3 separate regions of the Mus musculus genome follow, and all the other regions are linked to region 3. Evidence: chromatin contacts called from public promoter capture Hi-C data. All regions are on one chromosome and are shown on one strand. The core of a region is the stretch at or near the end of the contact, and the rest is flanking DNA. Distances in the headings are between cores, read along the strand shown.

Region 1 (3,571 bases), core at 578-3,077, 320 kb before region 3:
GCCCTGGCTGTCCTGGAACTGGATATTTAGAACCAGGCTGGCCTTGAACTCAGAGATCCTCCTGCCTCTGTCTCCCTAGAGCAGGTGAGTACCACTATCCATTTTTATCAGGTTCTGAGGATCAAACCCAGGGTCTTATGCATGCACTGTACCAACCGAGTCACATCCCCAGTGGCAATCCCAGTACAAACACAGACAGCTATCCTGGAGTCTCTGGTCTTTGATATTAAAGACCATGTGTCAGGTGAAACTTTGATCAAACAAATCCACTTCATGCTTTTTTGGTTTTGTTTTGTCAGCCTGCCTTTCTCTATAGCAGTGTCAACCATGTGCCTTTAAAGTTGGTAGGTTCCTTGGGAGCACTTTTACGCGGTTTCTCAAAGGATATCCAGCATGGATCTGCCAAATCTCAACTGTTCAGCAGAGGTACCGGGTTTCATGTCAATCCCGGCATCTCAGGGAATCCTCCAGGCACAGGAGCACAAGCGTGTAACGGAGAAGCTTGGTGTGGTGGCCTTGAGGTCACACAAAGCCATAAGGTAAGGACAAAAAGGACACACTACGTGGCAACGCACTCATCTCCTAAGTGATTCTGTCCTGAGTGATTGGCTATGGGGAGAAGTAAGTGATCGGCTGAACCAGACAGGACTCAGGTCCTGTGCTCTGTGTGTGTGTGTGTGTGTGTGTGGTGTTATACATTTGCGCCGAGCTGTGTGAAAGTCAGAAGACAACCTCAAGTGCTACTTTCCAAGTGTAGTTCACCTTCTTTTTCTTTTAAACAATTTTATATATATGTATTTTTTTTTTTTGGAGGGGAGTGCCCTGATCCATGTACACGAGACCATAATGCAGGTCAGAAGACTATGTCCACAAGTCAGTTCTCTCCTTTCGACATACAGGTTGGGAATCAAGCTCTCCTCAGATCTGTGGCAACGAGTGCCTTTACCCACTGAGCTGTCTTGCCAGCCCTCCCTTGTTTTGAAGCAAGGCCTAGATGAACTCTTCAAGATGGCTGGGCTGATGGTCAGTGAGCCCCAGGGATCTGCCTGTCTCTGCCTCTTCAGTGTTGGGACTGCAGATGTGGGCCACACACCCGTCTTTTTTTTTTTTTTTTTTTTTCATTTTGTGTGCATGCAAGTGCCTGGTGCCTACCAAACACAGAAGAGGGCATTGAGGATCCCCTGGAGCTGGAGTTAGAGACAGTTTGAGTTGCCCTGTGTGTACTGGGAACTGAACCTAGATTCTCTGCAAAAACAGGAACAGGAAGTGTTCTTAACTGCTGAGACATCTCTACAACCCCCACCCCCAGCTTTTAGAGAGAGAGAGAGAGTGAGAGAGAGAGAACGAGAGCACTCTAGGGATTGAACTCTGGTCTTCAAGCTTGCAAGACAAGCACTTTTCAGGCGCTAGCTCTTCCTGCCTCCCTCCAAGTGCTTTTGAAATCTCTCTTCTCATTTGATGTCACTATAGTGCTCTAATCATGGGGCTATTTGACCAAATAAAGAGGTAAGTCAACGTAATAGCCTTCAAGGGGCCACCTCTGACTCTTGAGGGCCTCCAGGGTTTGGGAAGCCCTAAGCAAGGCTGCAAGAGGAGCGGACGGAGGGCACTCTCCCCAAAGCCCTTTCAAGCCAGGTCTTTGAGCACCATAGGCTCCCAGCAGCCAGCCCTCCCAGTTTGTAAATTCTTGACCAGGAACCTCCTGTTCTCTCAAATTGCTCAAGTGGTGGAGGGGCCAATTTCCTGCGGTTTAATAAACAGGCTGTTTATAGCCAGGAGCAGTCACGGGGCAGCAACCAGCAGGGACAGGCCAGGAGGTCATGCTGCTCCTGGAGTCAGGCTCTTCATAAACACCCGCCCCTTCTCCAGTGAGCCTCCTGGGAGGGGACAGCTCTGAACACACGGCCCTTGCTGGGCAGAGCACCAAGAACCACACGTTTTCCTTCTTTTTACAATGTCTGCCTCTCTCCCTCTCCACTCTCCTGCCCATCCCCCTCCCTGCACCCCCTATCTTCTCTAGTGGACAAGGATGCCTTTCCAGAGGACCTGCACCTGGTACCTCTGAGTGGGCAATTGATCTTTCTGAGCTTCAGTTTTCTTGGTTCTCCTATTATCCTTCACCCTAACCTTCCCTCTAAGGAGAAATCCTTTCCCTTCCCTGCCTGTCTTCTCCAAACTTGTCCCCATTGCCACTGCTGGCCATGTTAAGCTGATTGCCCTTTTACTGCCTTGGGGGATGGACCAAAAAGCCAGGCTTCAAGCTCAAGACAACTGATTCTGATGGGGTCAGGCTGGCCTTGGCACGTTCCCACAAGGCCATGCCCTAGGGCTCTCTGCTTTTTAATAAACTGATCCTATCATCTGGAGGGTAGGTTGGGGTGGAGGAACAGTGTAGAACAGGAGGGCATAGATACTTTGCTTGTTGGCTTCTTCTGGACTTCTGTCTGGCTCTTCCATTGCCTTAACGGTAAGAAACTACCATGTGAATGGCAGGCAAGTCCCCTCCGTTGTCTGGACTACAAATGCAGGGCACAAAGTGAGCTCTCCAAGATGGAAGCCTGTTCTTCTTCTGTTATGATATAGTAGCTGAGGACTCCATCTTAGAGGGCTGAGGCCAGCCCTGTGAGCAACCTGAGGCTGATAAGACAATACAAAACACCGGCCTAGGATGTTGTCCCATGCCAGCAGAACTGAAGGTCCCCAGGAGCAGATGTAGCCTTTAAAAAGTTGCAGTCTTAAATCCATCCAAGGAGATTGTGGTTAGTTGCAGCTTTAATAAAATTTGGCTAATTAAAACTTGATAAGAGTTCAGGTGGTCTCTCCCGGTGGTCTCAAAGTCTGCAACAATGAAGAAGCACTCTAACCAAAAGCAAATTAAAGAAAGAAATGGTTTGTTTGTCTGATACTTCAGTTGATGATCCAACAATGAGTGATGTCAGGGTAAGAACTCAAGCAGGAACTTGAAGCAGAAATCAAGGAGGAAGGCTGCTTGATGCTTCACCCTGAGGGTCTAACTAACTTTCTTATACAACCCAGGCCCTCCTGCCTAAGGGTGGTGCTGCCCACAGTGAGCTGGGCTCTCCTGCATCAAAGATTAAGACAATCCTCCACAGGTATGGCCACAGGCCAATTTGATCTAGAAAATTCTTCAACTGAGGCTCCTTCTCAGATCAGTTATCTCAGTCTGTGTCAACTTGATGGACAGTTAAAGCTAACTAGGACAGATCCCATCTCCATTACCGAGAAGCCAGGTTTACTGAACCTCTCTATGCCTGCTTCCTTCATTGTAAATCAGCACCCAGCACTTAGGAGGTACAGTCAGGCAGAGTTTTGTGAGTTCAAGACTAGCACGGGTTATATAATAAGCACCAGGCTAGGCAGGGCTACATTAGGGACACTGTCACAAACAAATAAATATCCCCAAATTCTCCCCTTCCCCCAAAAAATGAGGACTGGAGAGATGGCTTAGTAGTTAAGAGCACTGGCTACCTTTTTCAAAAGGCTTGGAACCTCTCTAGAATGTTTGGTAAAGCCTTGACTTATGACTTTCTTTGGTCTATAACTAATGAAC
Region 2 (3,847 bases), core at 132-2,631, 300 kb before region 3:
AAGGGCTTCCTGGTCTCCAGGTTCTTTCTACTTCAACACAATGAGTTTATCCATTTATTTATTATTGTTGTGCTGGAGGTTAGAAGTCAACTCTCAGAAACCAGTTCGTTCCTTCCTTGCACCCTTGGTTCTGGAGATTAAACTCAAGTCATCAGTTGCAAGCCCTTTTATTACACAGCCTTGTGAGGGCTTTTACCTGCTGAGCCATCTCACCAGCCCCACCATAGAGCCAGGCCTTATGAGTGCAGAAAATTTCAAATTCCACGGGTCACATTAACTCCCTGAATCATAGTAAAAGCATGGTACTTCGAGGCATCTCTGAGTCAGGAACTTTTCAGAAGGCCACCTAATCTAGGACTCACACAACCAAGACTGGGGTCAGGGGCCTTCGAATCCCTTCTGCAATGAGTCTGAAGGCAGAGGCTCAACACAGTGGTTCTGATGTGCAGCCCAAGACTGTCCTAACAGCTCTCCAGCCCACTGTGGTAGCAAGGCAGGATGCACCAAACCTCTATTGCAGACCGGATTAAGCCTGGAAGCTCTCAATCTAGAGATGCCTGGCCTGACCTTATATGAAAGCACAAACAAATCTGATGATTTAATGATTGATTCAACAAATATTTAAACACCTGTTGTGTACACTCAAGAGACTCCTGGACTAGGCCTACTGCTTAGAAGCAAATCACATAGTCAGAGCCTGGGAGACCTTAGAGCTCATTAACCAATCCCATCATTATAGTAGAGGAAACTGAGGCTCAGAGAAGGGAAATAATGAGTTTAAGACCACAGAGATAGACACATAATTTTTATGTGCTAATTTAAAAAAAAGGTGGTGGTGGTGTATTTTCTGGTTCCTACTCTCCTGAGCTGTCACCCACAACCTAACCGAGAAGGCTGAATTTAAAATCACGTTCACAGATCCCTCTAGCTTGCTGATGCTGGGGATTGAATAAACCTATGGCCTCATGCGAGCTGGTCAAGTGCTGTACCACTAAGCTACATTCCCAGTTGGCGCAGGGTCTCAGTCTGTAGCTAAGGCTGCAGATTGCACTGAACCTACGCAATCCTCCTGTTTCAGCTTTTTGGATTCTGCGATTACAGGCGTGAGTCTCTACACCTGGCTCACACAGTGCTTATTATTTGCACTAACGGGTTCTATGTTAAGTCCTCGGGGCCCTAGGTTTTCAGAGCTTGGGGAAAAAAGCTGTGTCCTGGGTGTTGTCTAGAACCTTGGCCGCGCCCATCTCCTGTTCTTCCCAGGCAGCCGGGCCCCCTTCTCTTCCTCCTAGGCTTGTGTCACCGTCGCCCCGGTCTGGGGAGAGGAGGAAAAAGGGGCGGGTATGTCTTGCCCTTTAAATCTTAACCGCGTTGCCATTGGCTAGGAAGCCCCCGCCTGGCTGCGGATTGGCCACAGTGGATGGCTTGAAATGTGGCTGAGCGCTTCGGACACCTCAGACGGACGGTGGCCACCCCAAGACGCGCCCCAGCCCGCCATGGCCCGGATCCTCCGGGCATCCTGCCTTCTGTCCCTGCTCCTGGCCGGGTTTGTTCCGCCGGGCCGGGGACAAGAGAAGTCTAAGGTGAGTGAACCTCCGGAGCTCAAGAAGAGTCCATGGCACCCAGGTGTCCACTGCGCGACTGGGAGAGCCACTGCTTCCCCAGAGGCACCGAGAGCCTCACTTGTAACCCTCGGTCTCTGCGCTCTTCCAACACAGACCCGCGTGCTTCAGAGGGCAGTACTAACCCAGGAGGGCAGTCTTTCCCGAGTTTATACATTTTCTTCCACTGTCATCTTGGGGTCGCTGGTGGCCACAATCCTGAAAAAAAATTGCCGGGGAAGAGGGTGGGCCGATGGTTTCTTCACTCATCCCAGGGCGCTGGAGGCAGAGATCTGTGACAGGAAGAATTTTTATTTGGGGGCGCATCCCTTTCTGGGCCTCAGTTTCTCCATCAGCAGGGCGTAGCTGGAGAGGATGGCTGGAAGGCTATGGAACCCTGCAGTTGCTTTCCCTATTCACAGTTCACTGGCCTGCCATGCATGGAGCAGACACTGTAGCTAGAGAAGCCAACCCAGGCCAGGAAGTCTTCTGGAGCTTCATCTCTCCTAGTCTAGCTGTGGTACCCTGAACTGGAATAGAAATGGCGAGCCTGAGGGCAGATGCCCCGGCATGCTTATCTTCTTGGTCAGGCCTGTGCTGGGTGGGCTCTGTAGGCCTCTCCTCTTCCCTAGGGTGAGAATGCAGAAAGCATGAACCCAAAGAAAGAGACTGTGGTCCCCAACTTCACACACACCATGCACACCATGCACCCCTGCACACTTGCATGCGTGGGCACAAAACTGGGTAGGCTCTAGCTTTGAGTTTCTAAAATCCTCAGGGTCTTCCTTCTAAGATCTTGTATGTCCGAGAGAGAGAGAGAGAGAGAGAGAGAGAGAGAGAGATTGATTAGGGGGTGTGGTGTGGAGATGGGGTGGGGGTGGACGGGGGCACTAGCCCTGTGCCTTTAGTGTGGGAACTGCTTGGGTTGGGGGTTGAATCCTGTCCTGAGGAGGCTGCAGGAAAGCACACTGGCCTTGTGCTGTCCATAGAATGAAGGAGAGATGGGTGAGTTCAGAGGGAAGAGAGAGAGCAGTCTAGAAAAGTCTTAGGGTGTGGTGTTATCTTATCTCATAACTAGCTGAAGCTTCTGGCTCCTCACAGCCCAGGCATGCCCATCTGAGCTCCCAGGTCCTTGGAGTTAACACATTACAGCTCTGGCTTCTGGGATTCAACTGCTTGCCTGGATCCAACTTCAGAACAAGGGAACAGGGAGGGGACGTGTGCAGACCCAGTGTGATAAAGCCACTGAAAGATGTCCTCTACACTCAAAGGGAGGGGCAAGGACAGGGAAAGCCTCTGTCTGGTCCAGGTTACAGCTGCAGAAGGCTTTGCATAGCTGTGGACTACCAGCTGCTGACGTGGCATCCTAGTAACCACTGGTTTCTAGGTGACTGACTGCACAAGGCAGAGAGCATCATGGGAGCACAGGCTGACGTCAAGGCTGAAAGGCCTTAAGTGGACCTGAATCCCACTCCATCTTACAGTTGACAGGCTGGAATCCTGAGAAGGGGGAGGGATGGTCACACACTGCCAGAGGCCCAGCTGGGTCCAGCTGCCATCTCCAACCTCTCAGACCTGTCATGCTCCCAACATCTCACCAATGGGTGTAGGAAGATGGAATAGGGAAGACATGGACCAGTAGTAGCCCTAGGCATCCAGGAAGCTTAGCTCAGTGTATTCCCCCCCAGCCCCACCCCTTTTGTTCCTCGTTCCCTTTCAGTACTCTTCTCTGGCCTCCCTGGTGGAGGAATAGGGCTATGGGATTCTATGAACCCAGAGGAAGGAAGCTGGGGGTGGGGGTGGGGTTGGGGACTCAATTGGTGAGTATAATCTATGGCTCATTTATCAAGACCACCCTCCGACCTATGCTAGCCTGGGCCCCCAGCATGAGCCCTATTCTCCTCCCATAGAAAGCATGGCAGTTGCCATTATTCATTTCTTAGGGCAGCTAGCACACAATTAAGGCCTCTCTGTACTATGACCCTTCCAGGCCTTTGGCCCTTGCTGCAGGTAATCTCCATGTCCTGCTGGCCCAAGCCTGTTTTCATCTGTCAGTAGTTTCTCAAAGTCATTTTGAGTGTTGGGATGACAATTCGATGAGTAAAATCATTGTTATGGAAGCAAGAGGATCTGAGTTCAAATCCCCAGCATCCATGAAAAAGCCAGGTATGGCCACACACGTGCCAACAATGGTGAGGTGGTGGGGCAGAGACTGGCAGATTCAGGAGCTCATCACCAGCAGAGTCAAA
Region 3 (3,720 bases), core at 538-3,037:
TCAAAATGGGTAACCCAAAGGGAACTCAGAAGGCTGCGCAGCAGGAAGTGATGGAGACAGACCTGGGATGTGGGTGGGAAGGAGGTTACTCTGCCACACTGCAAGCCTTGCTGGGCTAATACTCAGTACACCAAGGCAGTCCTCTGTAGTAGGGCTCTCAGCAGGAGAATCCAAATCTCCCTAGGTCTTGCCGGATGCCACTCATGGATGGGGATCTTGACCCAGCAAGTGTAGAGTGGGACTCTAGAAGTTGTATCATTTCTTGTTCATGTGTGTATATGTATGTGTATGCATCTGTGTATGTGTGGTGTATGGTTTATATGCTTGTGTATGTATGTATGTATGTATGTATGTATGTATGTATGTAGTATATGTAATATGTGTATGTGTGTATGTGTGTGTCGTGTATGAAGTATGTGTATGTGTGAAGTTGTCTTTGCATCTCTGTGTGTGTGGTATATGGAGTATATGCATGTGTGGTATGTACTGTTTATATCTCTGTGTGTATGGAGTACATGTATGTATGTGTGAGGTGTATGGAACATATGCATATGTGTATGTATGTATGTATGTATGTATGTATGTGTGAGGTGTATGAAGTATATGTGTGTGTATGGAGTATATGTATGTGTGTGTGGTATATGGAGTGTGTATGTGTGTGTGGTGTATGAAGTATGTGTATGTGTGAAGTTGTCTTTGCATCTCTGTGTGTGTGGTATATGGAGTATATGTATGTATGTGTGGTATATGTTTGTATGAGTATATGTGTATATGTGTCTGTGATGTATGGAGTATATGTTGTTTGTGTGTGTGTATGTGTGTGTGTGGTGTATGGAACATATGTGCATGTACGTATGTGTGTGGTGTACGAAATATATGTGTGTACATGGAGTATATGTACGTGTGTGGTGTATGGAGTATATGTATGTATATGGTGTATGGAGTATATGTCTGTGTGTATGTGGTGTATGGAGTATATGTATGTGTGTGTTTGTGGTGTATGGAGTATATTTATGTGTGTGGTGTATGGAGTGTGTGTGTGTGTGTATGTGTATGTGTGTAGCATATGGAGTATGTGTGTGTGTGTGTGGAGTGGGGCATCGGGGAGTCAGATGGTGACATTGTCTGCTTGAGTTGTTCCCTCAACTTTTTTTCCCCACAGGTTCTCTCACTGAACCTGAGCCCACTGTTTTGGCTAGATCAGTTAGTCTGCTGAAGAGACCAAGGGATCCTTCTGCTCTGGCCCCAAGCTCTGGTGTTACTGGCACACATTGTCTTGCCTGGCTCTTTATATGTACTGGGAATCTTAACTCAGGTTCTTATTGTATCCAGTAAACCATTTTCCCAGTAGCCCCTTTTAAATTTTTTTGAAGCAAGGTATCTTTAAATCACCCAGGGTATCCTTGAACTCACTCTATAACCCAAACAGGCCTTGAACTATTTTTCTTCTCTGCTCTGGTATTGCAGTCTTGTACCATCAGGCTTAGCTGCACGATTTATTTTTTAAAAGGTGCAAACTTGTGATTATAAACCAGTAAATGCACGTTAATATATGCTGAACAAATAAATTTTAGCAAGGCTAAAAATTACGGATATTTTGCATGCCGACTTCCCTGGAGACTGCCTCAAAATCTAGGTCGTCTGCCTTAGCTCTGTGGTGGTCTCAGAAGCACTGCCCTTTCTGAAGCAGCGGCTGACGGCCGCCAGGTGGCGCTGCAGAACAAGGGTCCGGGAGGAGGAGCACGGAATGGAGCGGCACGTGACCTGGGCTAGGGAGCCAGCATCACGTGACAGGGCCCGGAAGCGGCTGTCCAGGAGGCTAGAAAACCATGGCTAGGGGTCGGCGCTGAGGCTACGCGAGGTGGGCTGAGCAGGAGCGGGAGCCAGAGCCGGAGCCGGAGCCGGAGCGGGAGCCCGGGCCGGGCAGGGCCGACCGGTGAGTAGTGCGTGCCCTGCGCTGCAGTCGGGAGTCACCTCCTGCTGTAGCACCTCCCGCCAAACGGATGCTGCTGCTCAGGGACAGGTCACCCGTGGGGTGGGGTCTCCCATGCACCTTTGACAGGTGTTCAGTCATAGTTCCCAGGTGACATCGGCAGTCACTGACGGCTAGCTCGGACCAACCCTTCGTTTGCAGATGTGGCTGTTCGAGCTATGCCCTTGCCTTGGGTCACAGGGTACCAGACCGCAACTCCTTTCCTCCGAGAGTAGGGGAAACTGAGGTCCAGGGCTGTGTGTGGGCTTCCGAGGTATCCCTGCAGCAGGGTGTCAGCTTCTGCAACTGTTTGTTTTCTGCCACGTTGCCATCTGCGGGGAAACTCGCCCTGTGAAAAGGCACTTGTCCCTTCCGCTGTGGGTCGCGCGTCCTTGTTTAGCTCCGCTGTGTCTGGGCTCTCCACGCCAGGCTTGAGTTCTGGGTGTGGTTCTGTTCACTGATGGCTTTTTCCTTTCCTTTCCTTTCCTTTCCTTTCCTTTCCTTTCCTTTCCTTTCCTTTCCTTTCCTTTCCTTTCCTTCTTTTTTCCTCTCTCTCTCTCTCTCTCTCTCTCTCTTTCCTCATCACTCAGCAGGCTTCGTTTCTAACCGTTCTGCAGTTTTGTGGAAGTCACTTAGAAATATGAAATAGGACCTGGGATAGACTGGAGGGACCAAGAGAGCTCTAGGGCATGAAAAGCACAGATGTTAACTTGAAGACCGCTTGCTTTTTGTTTTGTTTTCTGAAATTTGACAGATTCAGGTAGCGACTGCTTATATGGATGGAATTAGGGGGTGGGGGCTTGTTGAGTCAGGATAGCAACATAGTGTCCTGGAAGGAATTGACTTTGGGGAATCTGCAGAGCGTGTTTTAGCTTTTGCCTCTTGCTTGATGCCTTAGGTGACTTTGAATCCTCCCTCACCCGGGTTTACATTTTCAGTGTATGAATGATGGTAGGGTCCTTTTGTTATGAAACTCATATTTTTCCTGTTTGATTTTGTTAGGAGAGATTTACCCCCTCCTTGTAATCTGTAGGCAGTAGCCTACAACAAGAGTAGATCTTGTTCTAAAAGAATTTTACCTGTTTCTAATTGTCTTGAATCTGCCCCCCCCCCATTTATGGCTCAACTAGACATTCATAATTTTAGTTGTCTTTCTCATGACCAAGATCTCTTTTGCCTCTAGTTTGCATCCTAATTTATAGTAACTAACAGGTACATTAGTGCATAGGGTTTTTTTTTGGATGGAACCCAGGGGTTCCAAACACTCTGGAAGTAGACTGCATCTACGGCCGGGCTTCTTAAAAGCTGTTGTTGAGGTTACAAGTAAGAGGCTCGACTCTCAGCCCTTGGCTTTGACCTGAGGCTGGGCCTGCTCTGGTGGGGTCTGTGCTGCTGCAGCCTCTTTGTTTTTATGTCTCTGTTTTCTCCTTAAACCCGGTGGCTGTTTGTTCAGCCTCCTGCCTGTTTAGCTGTCTTTGTCTAGCCGGGAGTCTATAAAGGAGAGAGGGATTTATGTATTTGGTTATTCAGGAGACTACAGTTAAGATCAGTGCGGTAAGGGAAGTGGTTTTGAGCATAAAAACTTTCAAGGAATCAGTTCTCTTTTGCTTTGGACACAGCGTGGAACTCCTTGTCACCACAGGGAGTTGTCATTGGGCATTTAATTGATTACCTTGGGGAACGTTGTAGGTGAAATTGCTGTGCTGGATAGAGAGCTGACCTAAATACAGTCAGTTGTGTTTTCCTTC

The links. Promoter capture Hi-C pulls out the DNA fragments that hold promoters and counts their contacts.
Region 1: a contact with region 3 is called in a promoter capture Hi-C map of the HPC-7 cell line, with 2.8 times the contacts expected there. The contact joins the enhancer-like site here to the promoter of Slc36a1 in region 3. A contact is called at or near these places in 7 of 39 promoter capture datasets (the HPC-7 cell line, cranial neural crest, embryonic stem cells and 4 more), 1 of 115 datasets of contacts at active chromatin or transcription factors (kidney) and 1 of 9 other capture datasets (liver).
Region 2: a promoter capture Hi-C map of embryonic stem cells shows a contact between it and region 3. The contact joins the promoter of Gpx3 here to the promoter of Slc36a1 in region 3. A contact is called at or near these places in 4 of 39 promoter capture datasets (embryonic stem cells and pre-B cells), 1 of 115 datasets of contacts at active chromatin or transcription factors (kidney) and 1 of 9 other capture datasets (liver).

What each region holds. Positions count from the first base shown.
Region 1 is chr11:54,883,319-54,886,889 of GRCm38.p6, forward strand. No RefSeq gene overlaps it. Among named protein-coding and RNA genes, the nearest start is that of Gpx3, 18 kb to the right of the region's middle. RefSeq lists an enhancer at 1-839. Within about 2 kb of position 1,828, at least 114 of the 459 cell types and tissues checked have an H3K27ac peak or open chromatin away from gene starts, as enhancers often do. A contact at or near this core is called in the HPC-7 cell line, kidney, liver and 2 more, where this site is marked.
Region 2 is chr11:54,901,473-54,905,319 of GRCm38.p6, forward strand. Gpx3 (glutathione peroxidase 3) reads left to right here and starts at 1,382. Exons shown (of 5, transcript NM_008161.4): 1 at 1,382-1,580. The coding sequence starts at 1,494.
Region 3 is chr11:55,202,553-55,206,272 of GRCm38.p6, forward strand. Slc36a1 (solute carrier family 36 (proton/amino acid symporter), member 1) reads left to right here and starts at 1,788. Exons shown (of 11, transcript NM_153139.4): 1 at 1,788-1,936.